5 separate regions of the Mus musculus genome follow, and regions 1, 2, 3 and 4 are each linked to region 5. Evidence: chromatin contacts called from public promoter capture Hi-C and targeted proximity ligation data. All regions are on one chromosome and are shown on one strand. The core of a region is the stretch at or near the end of the contact, and the rest is flanking DNA. Distances in the headings are between cores, read along the strand shown. Region 1 overlaps Pcsk5 (proprotein convertase subtilisin/kexin type 5). Region 2 overlaps Prune2 (prune homolog 2). Region 3 holds the start of Foxb2 (forkhead box B2). Region 4 has its middle 71 kb from the start of Gcnt1. Region 5 holds the start of Nmrk1 (nicotinamide riboside kinase 1).

Region 1 (2,700 bases), core at 109-2,608, 1.1 Mb before region 5:
AAATGGTTTCTACTATGTTCATAGCAGCCTTATTTATAATAGCCAGAAGCTGGAAAGAACCCAGATGCCCCTCAACAGAGGAATGGATACAAAAAATGTGGTACATTTACACAATGGAGAACTACTCAGCTATTAAAAAGAATGAATTTATGAAATTCCTAGGCAAATGGTTGGACCTGGAGGGCATCATCCTGTGTGAGGTAACCCAAACACAAAAGAACTCAAATGATATGTATTCACTGATAAGTGGATAGTAGCCCAGAAACTTAGAATACCCACGATATAAGTTACAATTTGCAAAACACATGAAACTCAAGAAGAACGAAGACCAAAGTGTGGACACTTTGCCCCTTCTTAGAATTGGGAACAAAACACCCATGGAAGGAGTTGCAGAGACAAAGTTTGGAGCTGAGACAAAAGGATGGACCATGTAGAGACTGCCATATCCAGGGATCCATCCCATAATCAGCCTCCAAACTCTGACACCATTGCATACACTAGCAAGATTGTGCTGATAGGACCCTGATATAGCAGTCTGTAGTGAGACTACGCCGGGGCCTAGCAAACACATAAGTGGATGCTCACAGTCAGCTATTGGACGGATCACAGGGCCCCCAATGGAGGAGCTAGAGAAAATACCCAAGGAGCTAAAGGGATCTGCAATCCTATAGGTGGAACAACATTATGAACTAACCAGTACCCCGGAGCTCTTGACTCTAGCTGCATATGTATCAAAAGATGGCCTAGTTGGCCATCACTGGAAAGAGAGGCCCATTGGACTTGCAAACTTTATATGCCCCAGTACAGGGGAACGCCAGGGCCAAAAAGTGGGAGTGGGTGGATAGGGGGTTGGGGGGGGAGGGTATGGGGGACTTTTGGGATAGCAATGGAAATGTAAATGAGGAAAATACCTAATTAAAAAGAATTAAAAAAAATAAACATTTAAAACACACACACACACACACACACACACACACACACACACACACAAAGAAATGGTTTCTAGATCTTCTGTGATTCTCCTGTCTCTGCCTTGTCAGTATAAACTCCAACCCTCCACCCAGCGCTCCCCCACCTCTGCACACTGGGAGCTCAACATCCTAGACCTCACATTGCTTTTCTGAACAGCAGATGGTCGTTTGAGCCTCACTTGCTGTGCAATGCACTTGACCACTCAGATCTCTTACTTAACTAGGTTTATTTTGGATGTGCTTGGCTCAGCTCTCTCTCTCTCTCTCTCTCTCTCTCTCTCTCTCTCTCTCTCTCTCTCTCTCTCTCTCTCTCTGCAAGCCTACGTGATCCAGACAGCCTTGGCTCACAGCTCAACTTCGCAGGTCAGTTACACAATAAGTTACTCAGCTCTGGGAGCAAACAGTGTAATAATGCGAAGAGCCAAGATGATGAGCTAATTGCTCTAGAATTGAGCTCTGGCTATCTGGCCAATATGTCCTTCTCTGCCATAACCATAAGAATGTGAGCTTAATCATAGGAGAAAGACAAGGGAAACATTAGGGGACACCCAAGAACACAAGCCCACGAGGATAGACTCAGACACAACAGGTGGAGATTTCTACAACGTTCATTCTCTTCTCTAGGCAAATGGAAGATGAATGCAGTCTGCTCTGGAAAGGAGCGAGCATTTGGATGGTCTACAGGGTTAGAGCCAGACAGTCCTAAGTTTAGCTTTGGCTCTAAAACCTACTAAGTTGTGTAACTTTGGGCAAATTACATAAGCTCCCTGCGTATTGCCTTCCTCATTTATCAAATGAAAATAAGGACTTTGGATAGAGAGGGCTAGCCTGAGAAATCCAGACCATGTGTGTGAACCATCTGCCTAGCTCCATACCTAGCCTGGACAGAACATTAAAATGTAATAATTATCACCTCTCTGTGTCTGCTTCGGCTCCTGTCATCCACAAAAGAATTTCAAATATGGTGGTGCAATTATGTGTATATGCAGGTTCTCAGTCACTGTTTTTTTTTATTTTTTTTTATTTTTATTTTTTATTTACCATGGTTGCACACCAACATCAGTCAGCGCTTCAGAAAATACTGAGGCCTAAGCCCTACTCCAGAAGAGTCAGATGAGAACGGCAAGCGGGCAGTGTGATGTTCATGTTCTCGCTCTCAGGTAATTCCAGTGTGCAGCGAGATCTGAGAACTTCTCATTTACATGGGAGGCTCCTGAACCCAGAGAGAAAGGTTTCTCTGTTTCTGTGTCTTTATGCCTAGGTGGATACCCTCCCTGAAAGATAGAGAGGGCGGTTCAAATTCTCAGTCTGGCTGGTACATTTCCTGGCAAGTAGATAAAGGAAAGGTACAGCAATACAGGGTTGCCCTTGCTACCAACGCAGCAGATCCTTTTCTGACTGTGACCACACACCTGCCATGAAACAGCATAAGGGAGCAAATGGACATTCTACTGCTAAGTTGTCATGTGTTATTTAAACTTGCTGAGAAGCTGGCTCTGCAAAAGGAGACATCCTGCGCCGCCACTTCAGACTCAAACATGCCATATCAAGTGTCCTCCATGATTCTTGTTTGAGGATGGCCTGCCCCAAGACCCCAACACTGTGACAAGGAAGGAAGAGTGTAACAGATGGAGGGTTAAAACATCGTGTCCTCAAGAACTCGGAGAAGGCGAGCTATTCCCAACAGATGTCACCATTGTTTCTGCCATGATATAAAAGTGCCCTGCAT
Region 2 (2,700 bases), core at 85-2,584, 1.5 Mb before region 5:
CGCTGGGAAGTTGGAGGAGGGAGGAGGGGGCAAGAGGAGGCTGGATTCTGCCCGGTCCCTCACCCCTGACACCCGACAGCTGACCAGCTCAGAACCAAGGAGCAGGCAAGCTTTCGATTTCTCGCCCCCTTCCTGGCTGCAGACAATTATCTAACACACCTCTGCATAGCTATAATCAATTTTTATTCATTTATGTCTAGGATAAATATGCAGACAATAAATTAGAGGAAGTGACCGTGTTAAAACTGTTGAGACCGCCGAGAGAGGATGACTGTAATGTCTGGATGGTGTGGGCAGGCTGCCGGAGTAGTGAGGAGTTCACATTTTGCGTTTCTAAAAGTTATCGAAGCTACTATAACAACACCCACTTCTCAATATTTTTCTGATAAATCTTAGAACATTTACAACCTACCTGATTTCTAAGCTACAGAAGTAGGTCACTCTCAAAAATGGGCTTCTGCTGTTCGCACTGGCCTATCAGAATCAAGAGACAGAACCACTATTTTATGTATGAAATGTCAGTATTTCGCTGAAAAAGTAAATTGTGTAAGCAATTAACGATAAAGTGCCCCTGGCCACTTTAGACGATAACACTCGATTTCTACCCGGCAGAGGTGATGGGTGGCAGATACTGCCCTGCAAAGAGAGCACTGGCCATGTTTTAAGGGAGAGGGGCATCCTTTCACCAATTGCCCGACTCTCTACAGATTAGTATCAGTAACTGATTTTGTGAGTAGTTTTTAGACCCATATCCAACCAGGAAAAGTGCCCCTAGCCCCAGCTTCACCCCAACCCCACCCATCCAGCCCCAGCCTCAGCCCCAGCCCCAGCCCCACCCAGCCCCACCCAGCCCCACCCCAGCCCCACCCCGCCCCACCCCAGCCCCAGTCCCCACCACCACCACTCATCCCTGCCTAGTCACCCCAGAGCTCCAGGGCTCTAGCACCATCCCCATCTCTACCCTTTCCCCCTCCTCAAAGCCCCCCCCCCCCCCAGCCTCCCACAGAGGAAGATGGGAGCTGCTTCAGAATAAGCCATCTCAAAGTCTTCATGTGATGAAAGTTTTCCTGGCATTATAATTGGTAATATGCCCAGAACATAAAAATGTAGGATAATTAAATTTAAATAGTAAAGAAAATAGACTGTGGGATGTCAATTGTTGAGAAATTTAATATCTACACACCTCTAAAACAAAACAACAAAAAATGCCCACTGCTCTTATTGACAAATTAAACTCTCATAGGATAGTAGAAAGTGCATTACAATGGCTTGAACCTCCTTGCCCTCTACTCAAAGGCAAATAAAAGAAGGCGAGTCTGTTGATTTTCTGGAGCTAGCAACTCTGGGGACATCTCAGGGGGCCGCTTTGTAATGCAAAGGTGGCTTCTAGAACCTAAACAAAGCCTGAAGCCCCGCGGGCTTCCCTTTAACCAGATGTTGGGCTAACTTTCTCGTTGGTGCATCTAGGTGAATTTCTTTTTTCATTCCATTTAGTTTTTCAACCTTCAGTGGCTTTGGGCTTTTAGCAAAATGTAGCCCCATATATTTAAATTTCTCTGTGCTGGGAAAAGCAAAACACCTACTAAGTTCAGGAGGAAGGTGGCACTTCCGAGTTAGTTTACAACCTTTGCGCTTACATCTAGAGAACGAAACCAGACTCTCAGCGCAGGTATATTTATTATGAACAGAATGCTTTCCCTAAGGGCTGCATGTGATCCAAAGCTAATTAGGATTCACTCTCTTTCCTCACCCTCGTTGGGAGGAGAAAGTGAAACAACTGGCTTGGCAAGGACAGAATGAAGGCAGTTCAGTAAGAGGGACAACAGAGGGACTCTGGGTGCTTTCAGGTAAGAGATTGGGCTGCTCCAGTTCCTTCCTGGTAGAGGACAAGAATGAGGACAAGGGATGAGGTGGAGCTAGGGATAGGGTAGAGGTAGGAATAGGGTTGAGTTAGGAATAGGGTAGAGATGAGGAGAGGGTAGAGTTAGGGATACGGTAGAATTAGAGATAGGGTAGAGGTAAGGATAGGTTAGAGCTAGGGATAGGGTAGAGGTAGGGATAGGGTAGAGATGGGGATAGGATAGAGTTAGGGAGAGGGTAGAGGTAAGGATAGGTTAGAGCTAGGGATAGGGTAGAGGTAGGGATAGGGTAGAGATGGGGATAGGATAGAGTTAGGGAGAGGGTAGAGATGGGGAGGGGGTAGAGTTAGGGATAGGGTAGAGGTAAGGATAGGTTAGAGGTAGGGATAGGGTAGAGGTAGGGATAGGGTAGAGATGGGGATAGGATAGAGTTAGGGAGAGGGTAGAGATGGGGAGGGGGTAGAGTTAGGGATAGGGTAGAGGTAAGGATAGGTTAGAGGTAGGGATAGGGTAGCGTTGGCAGGTTGGGAGGGAAAATGTTTCTGGTGAAAAGAATTCCCTAATCTAAGTATAGTCAAGTGAGCCTTCAGCAACACATGGAAGACTAAGAGAATTTGATTGTACGTAGACAGTAGAACAATTAGGAGAGTTAGGAAAGATTGACTAAATGGCTGAGTCCTGAGATTTCAACAACAACAACAACAACAACAACAAAACCCTTTGAATTAAATGTATTATGTCGACTGTGGAAAGCCAGTGTTTTTGAGTTAGGGCTGCCTCGATGGTGTGGTAACAGTGGACTCAATATGGCAGCAGGTGGAAATCTGACTGTACATTATGG
Region 3 (2,700 bases), core at 189-2,688, 1.8 Mb before region 5:
TGCTGTCAGCCCTGCCGGCTGCGGTGGGCTCCAAGAGAGGGGCTGTGGGTGAGGCGGCGGCCGCGCACACGGTGGAGGGAGCAGGCAGCTGCTGCGACGCCGTGGGGACAGACAACGCCGGCGGCAGCGTGGTCACGGGTGGTAGCGCAGGCGTGGGCTTGATGGGCACCGGTACAGCTGGCAGGCTCTGGTTTGCCGAGTGGCACAGAGCCTTGACTGGCACCCCGAATGCCCCATACTCCGGGCCTACCGGGACCCCAGCTGCGGCGGCAGCAGCGGCAGCCGCGGCTACCGAATCCATCACGCCAACATGAGGCCACACGGAGCCGACAACATTGCTGAGCTGGCCCGGCACGGGGTAGCCCAAGTGGTGCATGACCGACGCCAAAGGCAACCCTCCAGCCTGCAGCACGCCCTTGTAGTCCCGCCCGATGATGTTCTCTATGGCGAACGGATGTTTGAAGCCTGTGGTGGACGCGGCGGCTGCAGCGGCGGCGGCGGCGGCCGAGCCCAGCCCGTAGGGTGGGAACTGAGACAGACGCCCCACGCTGCCCACCGCTGCGGCCGCCGCCGCTGCTGCGGCCGCCGCCACGGCCGCCGCCTCCTGCATCTTGCCGGGATGGGACGTCTGCGGAGGCTGCGACTGCGGCTGTGGCTGCTGCGCGGGCTGCGACGGGAGGTGTGGAGGCTGCGGAGCCGGAGCCGGCTGCTGGTGGAAATAGGGCACCATGTGCGGCGGCGGCGGCGGGGGCGGCTGCGGCGGGTGGTGATGGTGGTGATGGTGTGCGGCGTGGTGGTGATGGTGGTGGTGGTGGTGTGCGTGGTGGGGATGGTGGGGATGCAGGTGACCTCCTGGCCCCGTGCCGGGCGCGCCCTTGCTGCTTCCTGAGTGTAGGTGAGCGTGGTCTGCGCGTAGCACCTTGAAGCGCTTGCGGCGCCGCAGGAAGCTGCCGTTCTCGAACATGTCACCGCAGTCAGGGTGTAGCGCCCAGAAGCTGCCCTTACCGGGTTGGTCCGGCCTCCGAGGGATCTTGATGAAACAGTCGTTGAAGGAGAGGTTGTGGCGCAGGCTGTTCTGCCAGCGCTGCGTGTGCTCGCGGTAGTAGGGGAAGCGCTCCATGATGAACTTGTAGATGTCGCTCAGAGGCAGCATCTTCTCAGCCGAATGCTGGATGGCCATGGCGGTCAGTGAGATGTAAGAGTAGGGCGGCTTTTGGTCGCTGTAGGAACTCTTCCCTGGCCGTGGCATCTTCCCAGGCTCTTCCACTTCCGTCCGGCCCACAGTGGGCCTTAACGCCTCTCGGAAAGCCGGATACCAGGCTTAAGTGTCCCCACTAATTCTCTCTCCACCTGCGCAGCCTGATCCCCAGCTTTCTTGGTCCCCAGACCCCTTTTGCCTTGGTCCTCCTCCTTCGGGGAGCTGCCCCGGGTCCCCGCAATTGGCTTTTTGAGCCAATACAGTTTTATGGCGCTCACAACTTCTGGTCTTGACTGTCGTGGGCAGGCCCTCACAGTAGCCAGAGAGACTCGCCAGCTTTACCTTGCTTTTCTCCGTCTCGTCCTCCTCTTGGATGACTAGACTTGAGCTCTGGAGCGAAAGGCTGTGGAATGAGTTTCTTTTTGGTCTCTTTTCCCTTTATCGGTACAAAGGCAGCTCAGATCAAACCAACTGGATAATGAAGACTGGCTTTTTAAGCTCGAGTCCACACTAGCTGTCCCGAGGCCACTGGTGACCGATCTTTCGACCCTGGAAGCTGACCTGGTACTGGGTCTGTCCGCGCTGGAGTTCAAATCTTACAAAAAGGGGTAGACAGGGTAAGAAGAGAGAGAGGGAGCGCGCACTTTCCTATCCGCTACTGTACGTACGTACCCTCTTTTTTCAGGAGATCTGCAGGCAAGCTGAAAATGGAAGAGGCACCGAGCTCTAGGTGGTGGTTCCAAGAAAAAAGTTTGGTGCTGTCTACAGCAGCGGCGCCCACCGTCAGGCTCTATGGAGGGGACGGTGTCAGAACTCCCGGAGCTAGCCGCAGGCTGCAGGGGGCGTCTGCGTAGACAGGCTAGGACCCGGCTCGCCCGGTCCGAACAGCCGTCTGAGCTGCAGCTGCAGCCGCTCTGCCCCGCGGGTTTTGAGAAGACGCGCTGCTGTGGCAGCGACGCGCTCTCCTGGCTGCGTTTTGTAATGGTCCCCGAGACGCCGAGACCCCTGCAGCTTGCGCTTCGAGACTATCACATGACCGAGGCTGAGGGACTCCGCCGCCGCCGCCTCCACAGCCTCTTCTTTTGCTGAAGAAGGGGCAAGAAGGCACAATTTCTCGTCTCCGCCCCTTCTCCATTTCCACTGGTCACCCCGACCCTTCGCTTTCACTTCCCGCTTGCCAGCCCAGGCTTCAGCCGTCTGACCACTGAGAAGGGGTCACTGTCTAGTTGTGGGGGTCTGCTGTTCCACAGCAAGGGGGCACGGCACTGCTTTCTCACCCGTCAGGTCTTGCATAGCTCTCTCCCTTTATCATTCAGTCTTTTCACCCACTCTCCCTTAGTTTCCCGGTGGCCTAGCCATTTAGGTCTCCAGTTTGGAGCACCTTTGTCTCCAGCTCCTTTTCTCTTGGAGAAACAGAGACGCCCAGAGGGTTGTAAGTGGAAACCAATAGAAAGAAGAGCTGGGGCCTACAGATCGGCCCATTTTTTGGCAGGTTCAGCGAG
Region 4 (2,700 bases), core at 61-2,560, 1.3 Mb before region 5:
CACACGGATCCATTAAGCATCAAAGTCAGAACTGAGTTTTTGTTGTTTTCTTGTTGTTGTTGTTGTTTTGTTTTGTTTTGTTTTGTTGCAGTCATGGGAGTTGAATGTAAGGCCTCACACATGATCGTCAAGCATTCTACCACTGAGCTAGAGTCTCTGCCTACTTTAGTAGTGTTTTGCTGTTGTTGTTGTTACATTTATTTACTTAGTTTGAGTGTGTGTGTGAGAGAGAAACAATTAGGAAGGGAGTGAGGGAGGAGGGAGAGAGGGAGGGAGAGAGCTTTATGCGTGTGGAGGTCAGAAGACTACAAGCCACCTCTCAGGGTTGTACCTCCTTCCACCACAGGGTCATCATCTAAAGATCCCTAACCCAGCCTTCTCACTCGACAGGATAAGTATTTAAGAGAGGGTTTCTTCAACTGCAATTCAGAAACCATATGGTTCCTGGCATCACACAAACACTGCTTCCACAGCAGAGCAAGCCCTCAGTAGGAACAGCTACTCAAACATGATCAGGAAACGCCATGAAAAGGCGTCATTTGAGGGCATTCTCCATGCTGTATTTTCAGGAGTGTTCCTGGGGGCGGAGTCAGTTATGAGCTTTGTCTAAAGATGCTGGGGATGCCCTCTGCAGCTCACCAGCAGGACTTTGACAGACAGTGTGGGCTTTCTACTGTGGTAGGCAGCCTTGTATCTTCTGTACACAACCTGGGTCCCCCTCCACAGCATCGATGACATTTTCACACCAGAATTCCAAGGCCTTGATATAACTATGTCTGGGCACTTCACCTTCCAGTCTATGCTTTCATTTCTACTTCACTTTCGAATTTTGTTTGGAAATGCCAGTCAACCCCCAGAAACCTGCACGTTCTGCTCTGAAGAGAAGGGTCTTGCTTAGTGATGAAGGGAAGGATTCCAAGAGCCTTCTGTTTCCCCCAACCTCTGCATTAGCTATTTGAGTCACACTGCCTCACTCACCACAGGCTTCAGTGAAATTGTTATTTCTGCCCACTTGAGATCTGATTGATTCCAAAACAGTCCATTTGCCTCAGCTGAGCTGATGGACTCATTCCCACTGTGATTTGTGCCTTTTTTTTTTTACCTCCATCCTGATCTTCACCCCAATTCTCAGGAGAACAAAGAAGACTGCTGATAAATAGCAGCTGCTTAAGGAAAAAAGAAAGCCCTCCAATTGTGCTGTCTCAGAGGCTCAAGTCAACTTCTACAGCTTCGCTGTGTGAAACAGAGCCTTCCCTTCCCTGAATCCACTTATAACCAGTTCATATCTCTGTTTTGTGCCCTGATTCCTATGATCTCTGCAATCGGCGGTTTAAATGTGGCAAAAATCCAAGGCTTTCTAGGAAGATACATCTGGCCCATGTTCTAGATAAAAATCAAAAGCCAGCCTGAATGAATGCCAGCCACACCCATGACAGGAGGATCCAGCAGGCTAGCGTGGGAAGCAACATTCAGAGGAAAGCTAACTCCACATGGAATCTGTGGATGCACGGCATATAGAAAGAAGAGACTATAGAAGCATACAGGGAATTCTGAAAGACTGTGTTCTCAACCCTTTTTGCTTTGAGTACTACCTCCATTCGTTCATTCTATACGTGTTTATTGGGAGGCCAGTCACTGTTTTAAATTTGGAGGACACAATAAGGAAAATCATTACGTCTCTACTCTTATAAAATCAGGAACTTAGAGATGGCTCAGCAGTGAAGAGCATGCACTGGTCTTGCAGGAGACCCAAGTTCAGTTTTCTGCGCCCACATCAGACAGCTCACAGCTGGCTTTAACTCCAGCTCCAGGTTACGTGCCTGCATTTATATGCACATCACCGCACAGAGACAAATAAGAATAAGTAAATCTTAGCATATTTATTTCCAACAACAACAATAACAACAAAAATCTAAGATGGGATATTCTTGGGGCAATGTTTTTTCAACATACTTATCATCTAAAGTACTTAAAGGATAAGTAATAATTATACCGCAGCTACTGATAAAAACTAGCCAATCTGTTTAAAATGTTACACGATACCAATATGGAGAGCATGGAATAGGTTACAGCATTTATTACTACTATCCCCCTCTTATTCATTTACTCTCCAAGATTTTACCTCAGACAAACAAAATACTTCTGAAAATGTCATTAATCCTAACAATAATGGTATTCCCTTGGGTGTGACCCTGTGGTTTTGAGGCTATGTCTGCTTTCTGGAAGCAAACTAAAGTAGTCTCTAGCATGACCCCAAGGTCCACTGAGGTTGACTTCAGACTTTCCACCAAGATAAAAAAGCCACCCTGGTGTAGAGGAGGTTGTGAGAGCATTTAAGCTGTCTGGGGAGTCAACACTCTGAATTTAGACTTCAGTGACACAAAGTTACAGGAATGTCTCAGGCACACACAATCCAAGACAGTGAGTGACACTCCAGGCTTTCATTAACTGTGTGTATGCACTTTGCTTGCATGTGTGTCTGTTTTCCATGTGAGTGTGTGCCCCAGATCTTTAGGAACTAGAGTCATAGACAGTTATGAGCCACCATGTAGATTCTGGCAATGGGATGCGAGTCCTCTGAAAGAGCAGCCAATGTTCTTAACCACTGAGTCATCTCTTCAGCTTCTTTTATAGTGTGGGGTGGGAACATATAAACTGGTAAATAAATGCCTTATATTTTCTGTGAAATCCAACAGATAC
Region 5 (2,700 bases), core at 77-2,576:
CAAAGCCAGTCTGAGCCACTTCCTTCATATTCCGGCCCTACAGAATTTACGTCGACAGCGAATGCCTGTTTCACAAATATGTGTGCATTATTTTCAAAGTCAGGGGCTTGATGCTGCCACAAAAGAAGGAAACTGGATAATTATTGAAGTTGAAGTGACTGTCACTTTAGTAAAACAAACAAACAAGCAAAGCAAAACCAATAAAACAACCTCAAGGGCAAAAAAAAAAAAAAAAAAAAATCACTGAAGCAGCAGCATAAGCAGCTATAAAAGTTGATGTAAATGGCTTTCAGCCTTTGTAATACCAAAGCTGCAGGAGATTAGGAAAAGGGGTCTGGGAATTCATCAAACATTCATCTCCCATTTTTTTACGATCCCTGTCAATTCCCTATCCAAATGAAAATTCCCACGAGTTTATTTAGTCTCGTTTCTCCATATCACAGAAAACACTCTAAGAACAACGTTTTTAAAAGTGAACCAGGAAGGGCGGTCAAGAAAACTGCTTTGAGGAACTTCGTACTCTCTCCAGTTTAGTTCGCGAGAGTCACCCTAAGCAAAAACACTAGGATGCATGACAGAGCGACACTGCCTAAAGCTAGGAGCCGAGAGGGTTGCAGCCCGGCTGTCCCGCTGGCAGCGCCCGAGCAGCTCTCCAAAGCTCCCGGGAGACCTCGGGTCCCTGGCCCGCTCCAGCCCGGGCGCAAACCCCACCCAGCCGCAGCGCACTTCCCGTTCGCCTGCCGGTCAAGAACTCCAACTTGACAGCGACAGGGCGAAATATGAGGAAGTGGCCGCGACCGAGGTGCTGCCACCACACCGCTAGAACGTCCTGGCGAGCCGTGTGGACAGAGTCCGAGGACGCTCCTCGGGAACTCGAGCACCGGGTCCCGCAGCCTGGAGACCCGCACGCGCAGCGCACACCACTCTTACCTGGTTTGACCGGTTTGGGAGGTGGCTTGGACATGGCGCTACACGGAGCGACCAGGCTCAGCCGCGGGAGCCCCACACGCACACGAGAACTGGGCGCCAAGCCTGCGCTGGCCGCGGCCGCTCCGGATCCGCGCGCAACCCGATGCGGGACACTCGGACCAGCGAGCTCCGCAGACAGCCCGGCCTTCCCACCAGGAAGTGGCCGCGCCTCGCCGGCTGCTGATTGGCTGCGGCGGGGAGCCCGGCCGAACCTCAGAGGTCCAGCCTGCTCCGGCACGCCGGAGCCCCGCCTTTCTCTTGGGGGAGGAGCTTTACAGTAGCCACGCCCTCAGGCCCTGCGTAGGGGAGGCTATGAAAGCGCAGTGGACTTCGCTGCCTAGGTGAGCACCGGGCAGTGGTAGGCATGAAACGCTCTTGAAGCTTGCTCTGCGACCCTGCTGGGAAGGATTCGAACCCGCTTCGGTGAGTACCCACTGCCTGCTGCGTACACACGGCGAGGCCTGGGAATCTTCAAGAGTCTCCTTCGCTGTATGTACCAGGAACCTGATCGTGTCTAGGGAAACCGCGGTGGGACTTAGATGCTCCTAAAAAGCAACTAGACACTGCTAGCTGTAGGAGACCCCACATTTGCTAGCTGGAGAATCGGGTCTTGATCCCCCACGGGACAGGACAGCTTTTTCTACAGCATCTGGTTAACAAACTCCAACCCACTTGCTGCCTGGCTTTTATAAAGACTTCTAACAGTGCTTTTGGCGTTTTTTAAATAGCTGAGACAAAAGCATAGTATTTTGTGGCACACGAAAGTTAGGGGAAACTTAGATTTCCGTGACCATAAAATTTTATTAGAACACAGCATGCTCGTTTGCTTATGCATTGGCTTTCTTATTACAATTTCAGAGTTGAATAGTTACCCGCGAAGTCAAAACTATACTACTGGCTGGTACTTTATACAAGTTGCCCAACACGAGAGTTTATGTTCACACATAAGTAAACTCACAATGTCACAGTCAATATTATATGCCTATTGTATATTAGGGGTAATAAAAATGAAAATACTGGTTATGTAAGAAACTACAGGGTCAGCACAATGGTCCAGCTGCCCCTGCTGCCAAACCTGATGAGCAGAGTTCAGCCTCTAGCACCCACACTTTGGAAAGAGAACTCCCAGGAGACCTATGACCTGAGCATGTGTTCTGTGGTGAACCATGGCATGCACCTGCCCACACACATGCACCGCAACCTAGATACAAATGTAAGAAAGCAACTTTTTAAAAAAGAACCTCCACAAAATGGACCTTCAACATGTCTATTGAAGGTTAATTTACGGGGAAAAAAGTGACTGAAACTTCAAGGGGCAAAGGTTAGCAGGAGCTTGGTCATGGCTATGCCCCCAGGCCTTGCTTACCAGGAACTCTACCTGTGGGGGATTTCTGCTTACCAAAAGGGTTCAAAGTTGAAATTAGTCCTATTCATGGGAGCGTATCCAGATAACTGTAGCCTGAACCTCACGGAAGTCCTGAAACCTGGGCCTTGAAGTCATCTGAAGAGCATGTGTGTTTGCTCTTGTGTTTCTCAGATTTGATTGATGGTGGAGTTCTTGCCGCCTGCTGACTCTTCCCATCCTCCTGGGAATCATTCTGTGCTTTAGAAGTCTCTGTTCAGAGTGGAATAGATTGAATATAAACATAAGCCAACTATGAAGAAGATTTAACATTTCACTGGGATTAAATCAAAGATAGTTTTAAACAATTCTGCGTATGAGCCAGTCTT

Evidence for each region. Promoter capture Hi-C pulls out the DNA fragments that hold promoters and counts their contacts.
Region 1: a promoter capture Hi-C map of liver shows a contact between it and region 5, with 5 times the contacts expected there. A contact is called at or near these places in 7 of 39 promoter capture datasets (cranial neural crest, frontonasal cranial neural crest, hippocampal neurons and 3 more) and 2 of 130 datasets of targeted methods (astrocytes and stem cell-derived neural progenitor cells).
Region 2: a contact with region 5 is called in a targeted proximity ligation map of embryonic stem cells, with 6 times the contacts expected there. A contact is called at or near these places in 9 of 39 promoter capture datasets (cranial neural crest, frontonasal cranial neural crest, hematopoietic stem and progenitor cells and 6 more), 9 of 130 datasets of targeted methods (acute myeloid leukemia, astrocytes, bone marrow-derived dendritic cells and 5 more) and 2 of 9 other capture datasets (adipose tissue and embryonic stem cells).
Region 3: a contact with region 5 is called in a promoter capture Hi-C map of hippocampal neurons, with 4 times the contacts expected there. A contact is called at or near these places in 4 of 39 promoter capture datasets (cranial neural crest, embryonic stem cells, hippocampal neurons and 1 more), 2 of 130 datasets of targeted methods (astrocytes and embryonic stem cells) and 1 of 9 other capture datasets (embryonic stem cells).
Region 4: a contact with region 5 is called in a promoter capture Hi-C map of liver, with 4 times the contacts expected there. A contact is called at or near these places in 7 of 39 promoter capture datasets (the 3T3-L1 cell line, the HPC-7 cell line, cranial neural crest and 3 more) and 1 of 130 datasets of targeted methods (bone marrow-derived dendritic cells).

Annotation. Positions count from the first base shown.
Region 1 is chr19:17,497,358-17,500,057 of GRCm38.p6, forward strand. All of the region lies in intron 24 of Pcsk5 (proprotein convertase subtilisin/kexin type 5), which reads right to left. Among named protein-coding and RNA genes, the nearest start is that of Gm41813, 37 kb to the right of the region's middle.
Region 2 is chr19:17,136,982-17,139,681 of GRCm38.p6, forward strand. The region is part of intron 9 of Prune2 (prune homolog 2); the gene reads left to right. Among named protein-coding and RNA genes, the nearest start is that of Prune2, 180 kb to the left of the region's middle.
Region 3 is chr19:16,872,392-16,875,091 of GRCm38.p6, forward strand. Foxb2 (forkhead box B2) reads right to left here and starts at 1,439. Exons shown (of 1, transcript NM_008023.2): 1 at 1-1,439. The coding sequence starts at 1,249.
Region 4 is chr19:17,284,726-17,287,425 of GRCm38.p6, forward strand. No RefSeq gene overlaps it. Among named protein-coding and RNA genes, the nearest start is that of Gcnt1, 71 kb to the right of the region's middle.
Region 5 is chr19:18,630,690-18,633,389 of GRCm38.p6, forward strand. Nmrk1 (nicotinamide riboside kinase 1) reads left to right here and starts at 1,327. Exons shown (of 9, transcript NM_145497.2): 1 at 1,327-1,392. Ostf1 (osteoclast stimulating factor 1) reads right to left here and starts at 1,124. Exons shown (of 10, transcript NM_017375.3): 1 at 931-1,124. The coding sequence starts at 964.